Linked DNA regions of Mus musculus: region 1 is linked to region 2. The links are chromatin contacts, called in public Hi-C maps. All regions are on one chromosome and are shown on one strand. The core of a region is the stretch at or near the end of the contact, and the rest is flanking DNA. Distances in the headings are between cores, read along the strand shown.

What was found. A called contact is a pair of places that touch in the nucleus more often than the background predicts.
Region 1: a Hi-C map of cortical neurons shows a contact between it and region 2, with 2.2 times the contacts expected there. The contact joins two enhancer-like sites. A contact is called at or near these places in 1 of 39 promoter capture datasets (liver) and 3 of 484 Hi-C or Micro-C datasets (the HPC-7 cell line and cortical neurons).

The regions. Positions count from the first base shown.
Region 1 is chr1:160,099,581-160,103,520 of GRCm38.p6, forward strand. All of the region lies in intron 18 of Tnn (tenascin N), which reads right to left. Among named protein-coding and RNA genes, the nearest start is that of 4930562F07Rik, 24 kb to the left of the region's middle. Within about 2 kb of position 1,616, at least 49 of the 459 cell types and tissues checked have an H3K27ac peak or open chromatin away from gene starts, as enhancers often do. A contact at or near this core is called in cortical neurons, where this site is marked.
Region 2 is chr1:159,210,159-159,213,773 of GRCm38.p6, forward strand. It overlaps the pseudogene Gm7430. Among named protein-coding and RNA genes, the nearest start is that of Cop1, 20 kb to the right of the region's middle. Within about 2 kb of position 1,638, at least 11 of the 459 cell types and tissues checked have an H3K27ac peak or open chromatin away from gene starts, as enhancers often do. A contact at or near this core is called in cortical neurons, where this site is marked.

The sequences.
Region 1 (3,940 bases), core at 366-2,865, 890 kb after region 2:
ATTGCAGCACTGGATAATTATTTACTCAGCTGTTCTTGCAGAAGGAAGATTCTGAGAGGGACATCTTTTGCAACTGTATCAAGCTCACTTGGGGACACTGTGTAAGTTGGGAGTTTGTTTGTTCTCCTTTCCTTTTAGCTGTGCTGGGAATCAAATGTAGGGTCTTGTGCATGCCAAGCAAGTACTCTACCACTGATTAACATCCCTGGTCCAGTATTAATTCTTTCTGAGGTTTCCTGGTGAAGCAGGGTTTCATGTAACCAGCAGAGGGGGGTAGGGTGCTGATGAGAGACCTAGGCTTGCTCTCTAAGTTGGAAGTGTATCTGGGAGAAATGGCAGGAGTTCACCAAGTCCTACTTCACTCTCCTTGTCCCAAGAACACAGGACGGTTTTCAACTTCTTTTGCAGGTAAGTAAAAAGCATGTGACTATTCCTAAGCTAAAGGCAGGAGGACCAGAGTAGGTGGGGTTCTCCACACTGTCTTCCATTGGCATGCACATTGGTAAATGCTACATGCTGCGATGGCCTAGCCACAAATCGGAAGCAACCTGAACTGCTGAGACAGCACTCAGAAGTGACTGCATGTGTATTCTTAGAGCATGGGAGTGGGAGAGTGGCTTGTCACTGTCATTGCTGTGGAATCATGCTGTCCTAATGAACACAAGGATCCAGTGAGATTCAAAGTGAAAGTACGGGGGTCGGAGGAAGGAAAGATGCTGCCATATACAAAGAAAGTCAGAACTGAAATCAATCCTTGGAGACCTCCAATACGCTCATAGGCATGGATGATCTCGTTAGGGAGAGAAGAAGCAGCTAGGGACAGAGAAAGGAAACTAAAAAACATTGTGTAATAACCGAGAAATAATGGTCAGTAGTCCCCAGTACTGATGAGGGGTGAAGGGATGTAAGATCAAAACTCCCTGGGATTTAGTGACATGAAAATCCCCAATTACTTCAGCAAGGGCTGGGTTAGAGAGAGGCAGGAAGCAGGCTGGGCTGGGCTGAGGAGTAAGAAAAATGAGAACTAGAGATTTGGTTCTGTTTCAGAAAGATGAGCTGCTTTGTATACGAAAAGATCTCTACTCGGGAAAAGAAGGCCACTTCCCCCTCAGAGTAAATCAGACTCCTTTATATGAGATAAACTCGAAAACTTTCCTAAACCCAAACACACCTGCACACAGTATTGAAAAGAGTAATGCTATTATTCCACTTGAACTTGAGACCAAACTAAAAGTCGTTGTGGCCCATTCAGTGATGATTAGCAACCACTTACCAAAGTCTAGAATTGTATGTCTACCTCTGTTTCCCCTGTACTGATCTAAAGGAAGAAGCCCCAACATGAAATTCTATTATCTATAGCCTTGAATTTGGTGAAGGAAACCTAATGGTTGTGGAATCTTTACATTTTTCTCTAAAAGTGACACGAGCTGAGGTCACACGTGGCCGCTCACCATTAACTCCCTTCAGCACCACTACAGCTCTGTGGCTGAGGAGGTGCTGAATAAAGACACCCATGGGAAGAGAATGTTCCAGGCTCCAAGTCAGCCACAGACACTTTCTGGCCTGGGGGATAGTGAGTCAGTCATTTTGGTTTCTGATCCCAGCCAGCTCACTGTAAAGCAGAGAGGAGTGGGGAAGAGAAGTCTGCCACAGCGTTTCTGGGAAGGCTAGATGGAACAGTACATGTCCTCCAAAAATGTCCCATAAATGGGCATAAACTGACAAGAAGAATTTAGGGAAAATCACAGCAAGTCATTGCACACAGAAGTAACACAGCTAATTAGCACGCTGTTCTTAGCTCCTTTTCTCCCTGTTGCCCACTTGTTAAAGCTTCCCCCGCTTGGATTGGGTGGGGTTTTTTTTTTTCCTGTTTGGTTGATTGGTTTTTTTTTTTCCTTCATTCTTCATTTATTTTGTGCTTAACATAGCAACCATTTACCGGACATCTAATGAATGTTGATTCTGAGGGAAAAAATAACAATGCCGTTTTACAGATGGCAAAGTCCAAGAAAATTAGCCATATCCACACAACCATTTGGTGGCTCAAACAAGGATGATACACAGTCCAGTGTTGGTCAGAAAGTTTGAGAGTCTAGCTCTCCCAGGTATATTTCCTCAGTAGTATTTCTGAACACTTGGGAGATTTGTTTCCTAGTAAGGAGCCTGTGTCAACCTGCTCTCGGATTTCTTCTTGTCTCACAGTGCAATCTAGGCTGGACATGGTGCTGACATTCCTTATGTGTCTATCCACTGTGTTAAGTAGCATCCTCAACCAAGGCTGGGATTGATTCTGAGCCTGCCTTTCTAATGAAATGTGCAATACCAATTTCTCTATCTCCAGTGAGCATGCTTGGGGCTTGGGGTTTTATTGTTTTGCTTAGTATTTTTAAAATGTCCCAGTATGTGCAGGCTGGTTTTGAACTCATACATAGCCAAGACCATCTTGAACTTCTAATCCCTGTGCCCCTGCCTCCCATGTGCTAACATTACAGTTGTGTAGCATCATGTCCAGTTTTCAGTGCTACCAGAGAACAATCTCAGTACTCTGAGTATGCTAGGCAAGCACTCTACCAACTGAGCTATGCCCACAGCCCAAGCTTCTCTGAACTGTCAGGTCAAAGTATAACTAGGCCCCATGACCTCAGAGCTTAGAGGAAGTCTTCAGTGAGGTCAGCAAGTCATACCATAGCAGAGTCTGGCACAAACAGATAACAATAAACTGTTATTATATCTTAATAATTGTTGATTTCCATTGTATTACGTCATATTTAAGTATACTGACCCACACAGATAATTTATACATCTTGATCAGATGGCTTTGATTGAGGCTTTTAATCAATTTTGAAAATTTAAATGCTCTACAATGAACTACTCAAAAAAATAGTAAAAGGAAATAAATCTATGTTGGGGTCTGTAATCCAGCACTGTCATCATCCTGGAGAAATTTCTCACTAAATCAGGAGGGGAAAATCAAACTTGCATTGAACTGTCTGTGGAAAGAGCCCCTGGTGCAGCCCTTACACTTCCAAGATGGAAAGATTTGAAACTTTTAAGTGTTCCCTGATGTTCTTTCCAGCCTCCTCCTGGCTGTCTGGGTAGCCTTGGGGGCAAAGTCCTTCTGCCTGTTCATCAAATTAGGTGCCTGCAGCCTGGACCAGAGAACAACTTTCATAAAAGGATTTTAAAAGCTTGATAGAAGCCTGGGTTATCTTTAAGAGTTAGAAGACTCTTGAACCAAATAAAAACCCCAAACAGTAAGTGAAATATATAGTAGAAGTTTTTAGAACTCTATTTATCTTGTGGAGCCCCTGACTTAGAGGAGACCTCTGTACAGTCTACATATATTACCTACTGGAGGCCGGAGCAAACAACGTGAGGTGGGGGGGTGGGGGATGAGACTGATACTGGTTACAGTACTGAGTGGATTCAGCAATTCTATAACTGACAGTGTTTAAGGAAGGCTCATTTGTATGGGTATATAGAAAGCAAGTCAGAGATTCGTCTCATTTGTTCATTCCTGGATGGTTAATCTATGTCTGACACACAGTAGGTACTCAATAAATATTTGTACACTATATCATGGGTTGTGCAGGGAGACAAACCACCACCACCACCACCTCTCCTTCTCTCTATCTCTCCCCCCATCTCTCTCTGTCTTTCTACCTCTCTCTGTGTGTCTCTCTCTGTATCTCTGTATCTCTCTACTTCTCTCTGTGTGTCTCTTTTTCTCTCTCTGCTCTCTCTCTCTCTTTCTACCTCTCTCTGTCTCTCCCTCTCCCTCTCCCTCTCTGTCTCTCTCTCTCTGTCTCTGTCTCTGTCTCTCTCTGTCTCTCTCTGTCTCTGTCTCTCTCTGTCTCTCTCTGTCTCTCTCTGTCTCTCTCTGTCTCTCTCTGTCTCTCTCTCTCTCTCTTTCTCTCTCCTGCCCTAGGATAAATGGTCC
Region 2 (3,615 bases), core at 388-2,887:
GGGATGAGATGTGTGGCTGCTTGGATGAGCCACTTAGTGTGGTTGAGGAGGCTGGGCTCTTTGTTGAAGCTCTCCTGGAACTGAGCCTGCTCAAATTGGATGGAGTGTTCTTGCAGCTGGGGCTGGAGGCTCTGGATGGTGTAGTTCACTATGTCCATTTTCATCTGTTCCAGGACCTGAAAGATTCCCCTGTAGCATCTTATATAAGGGGTCCTGCCGTGACAAGGATGACCTAAAGGTCCTTTTAGGAAAAAGTGAGAACTGATAGGCCAGGGAGGAGCAAGAAGACATTCTAGCTCTCTTTCCATCTTCTCTTTCTGCCACTACCTTGTCTCTCCCTTCCAATAAAACCTCTTCCATGAGAAAAGGAGGAGGAGGAAGAGGAGGAGAAGAAGGAGGAGGAGGAAGGAAGAAGGAAGAAGGAAGAAGCAAGAAGGAAGAAGGAAGAAGGAAGGAGGAAGGAGGAAAGAGGAGGAGAAGGAGGAGAAGGAAGGAGAAGGAGAAGGAGGAGCAGGAGGAGGAGGAGGAGACGAAGAAGAAAAGGAGAAGAAGAAGAAGAAGAAGAAGAAGAAGAAGAAGAAGAAGAAGAAGAAGAAGAAGAAGAAGAAGAAGAAGAAGAAGAAGAAGAAAAGGAGGAGGAGGAGGAGGAGGAGGAGAAGGTTGTCTAGACAAGGGCTACCCAGTGTCTGTCTGCTGGCCCTGCTCAGCTCAGCTCAGAGTACGTTAGTGAACTGCAATTAGCATCGCACCTCAGCAGCCGGTCAGGATCTGCAATGATTTCAAGGCTCTGCGCAGCTTCATTGAGAACTGGCTCACACAGCAAGACCATCATGATGACGATGTACTTGGAGAGATAGGAGACGACGTTCAAGTCCCCGAGGTCAGTTTGCTGATGGAGCAAGCCCATGCTTCCTCGGTCTAATTACTCGGGCAGCTCTGCCTTGGTAGCAGCAGGGATAACAGGATATTTATTTATATATTTCTTTTCTAGACAGGCTTTTTCTGTGCAGTTCCAGCTATCCTCAGAGAACTGCCTGCCTCTGGCTCCCAAGTGCTCAGAACCCCTTCCTTTCACTTTATGACCACATGCACCCAAGTTTTAAAGTCCACTAACTGTTGGCTATTTGTTCTCTTGTTTTGATAATGCCCCAAAGCCTGTATTTCTCTTTAACAATTTAATCAAGTTTAATTTTATTTTGGGGACTGGGGTCAGGTCAGTGCTTGATAGCTTTTCTGAGCTCAGGAAGACTTCTCTTTAGTGGTTCAGACCCTAGGTTTCTTTTACCAGCCAACTAGCTTAGGATCCAGTCCATACTTCCCTCAAATTATGACTTTCTTCCCTATTTCCCTTCTCCCTGCCACCTCTCCTTTTTATGTCCTTAAACTTAACTTTCAGAAGTTAGTTCCTTTGAGAAGTTAGGCACTTTCTCTTATGACAGACTCTTTACCCACAGGCAAAATATCTGAATCAATGGTTAGGAATAGGGTGGAGAACAGTGGCAAGATTGTCTCCTGCTCTGAGAACTGAGCACTTGGTTAAGTGGGATAGGAGGGCATCAGCCTGGATCTCTCTCACAGGTTCTGGGGGCAAGATATTAGCAGCAGCATACTGTGATCAGGGTCCTAGATTGTTCGTAACTCACATGATTGTCCTCATCCCTGTGTTAGCAGTCATTTAAGTCATTAGTACATCTTTGGCATAGCAGTACCACAGACACCCACACGTGTTCCTTTGGTATTATTAGAATGTTTCACTGCATTCTCTCCTCCGCCTACTGCATCACGATGTCCACATTTATAAATGATTCCTTTCTAGCAACCAAAAATTCTCCAGTTTCTGTCTGTGAATTAATGAACTTGGCTTTCCTGGTATCTTTCCCCTGGAAACCAGGAAATAATCTTCATTGTTCTTGTTTAAGTAAATGAATTAAATATAGTTCATTCTGACCCAAATATGAACTCCCATGGTCCAGGAACATGGACTTAGGCTGTCTGGAACAATATGTTATATCATAGTAGAATTTTTATAATCACAGAATCAAAGAAAAGCAACAAATCCATGAATTAATCAAATATTTTGTTGGGACCCTCAGACAGGAAGGTTACAGGGAAACAAACAAACAAAAAAGCTCTGTTATACATTTCAGATGTTATCATACGACATTATTACCCTGTAGGTTGGTAGATGCTAGTCGTTTGCTAAGTTACTATACTCTAAAAGTTTTACCCAATAACTATACATGCATTAGTTTGGTTAAATCCCAGAGATAGTAATTCATGCCTAGACCAGCAAGATGCCAAAGTGCTGGCTGACAAGCCTGACAATCTGAGGTGATCCCTGATCCCACATGTTGGAAAGGGACAGTCAATCTCTACAAGTTGCCCTCTGACCTGCGGCATGCATTCATATAAGTAAATGTAATACAGTTTTTAAAGAGGACTGAAGATAGCAGAAGATAATTTGGGCTCATGATCTCTAGCACTCCATCTCTCTGTGGTGATATACATTTAGAAGCCCTATGCTTAAGGGGCAGAGGCAATAGAATCATGTTTTCGAGTCCTGCAGAGCCTGGAAAGTCATTAGATGCCCTGGAATTGGAGTTACAGGTAGTTGTGAGCCACCACTATGTGGGTGCTGGAAAGTTAACCCCAGTCCTCTTCAAGAGCAAAGAGTTCTCTTAAACACTGAGCTATCTCTCCAACTCCAAACATAGTAATAAAATGACTTCTATAGATATTGTGCTATATTCATAGATCAGTGCCTTCCTTAGCACTCATCAGAGAAACTTCTTCCTTCAGAAGATGGGACCAAAACAGTGACCACAACTAGACAAATTGCAGAGAGTAAAAGACCTTAGAGCATTCAGCTCTAAATGGTATATATATATAAAATCTCTTCTTCAAGGTTCAGGGACCCATGAGAAAGAGGAGGCAGAAAGACATGAAGAAAACAAGGCCCTCTAAATCAACATTGTCAAAGCTCATATGAACATTCACAGGGCCTTCATGGGTTGTATCATGTCCTCCTCTATGTATATAATATGGTTTCTAGTTCATTGTTTTTATGGGATTCCTGTGTGGTTCTTTGTTTCTTGTGCCTTCTCTTGGGCTATTTTCTCTCTTTGTTTGTTTTATCCAATTCTGATGTATTAGGGTTTTTTGTTTATGTTATTATATTTAATTTTTTAATCCCTTAGAAGCCTATTTATTCTGTAATGAGAGACAGAAAGAGAATGAACCCAAATGGGAGGGGAGATGGGGAAGAACTTGGAGGAATAGAGGGAGGGGAAACTGTAATCAGAATATCTTAGATGAGAAAAAAAACTATTTTCAATCAAACAAGAAAATAAAATTTAAAAATAAATTTTTAAAAATCTGTGAAGGGTTGATGGTGTACAACATCCAGTTAAATGTGTAAATCTACACCAAGGTTGAAAAGGAAAAGATGATGGAGGGACATTAATCACTTGCATGGAGAGTAGACCAGGAAACAGTAGCTTAAATACAGAAACTAGGCATTAGTCACTGAATAGATTTATCAAAATGTCTCACTTAGAAAAAGTGAGTTTCAAAAAATTGTTTGGCAGTGCCATAGTTATTTTTTCTATTGCTCTC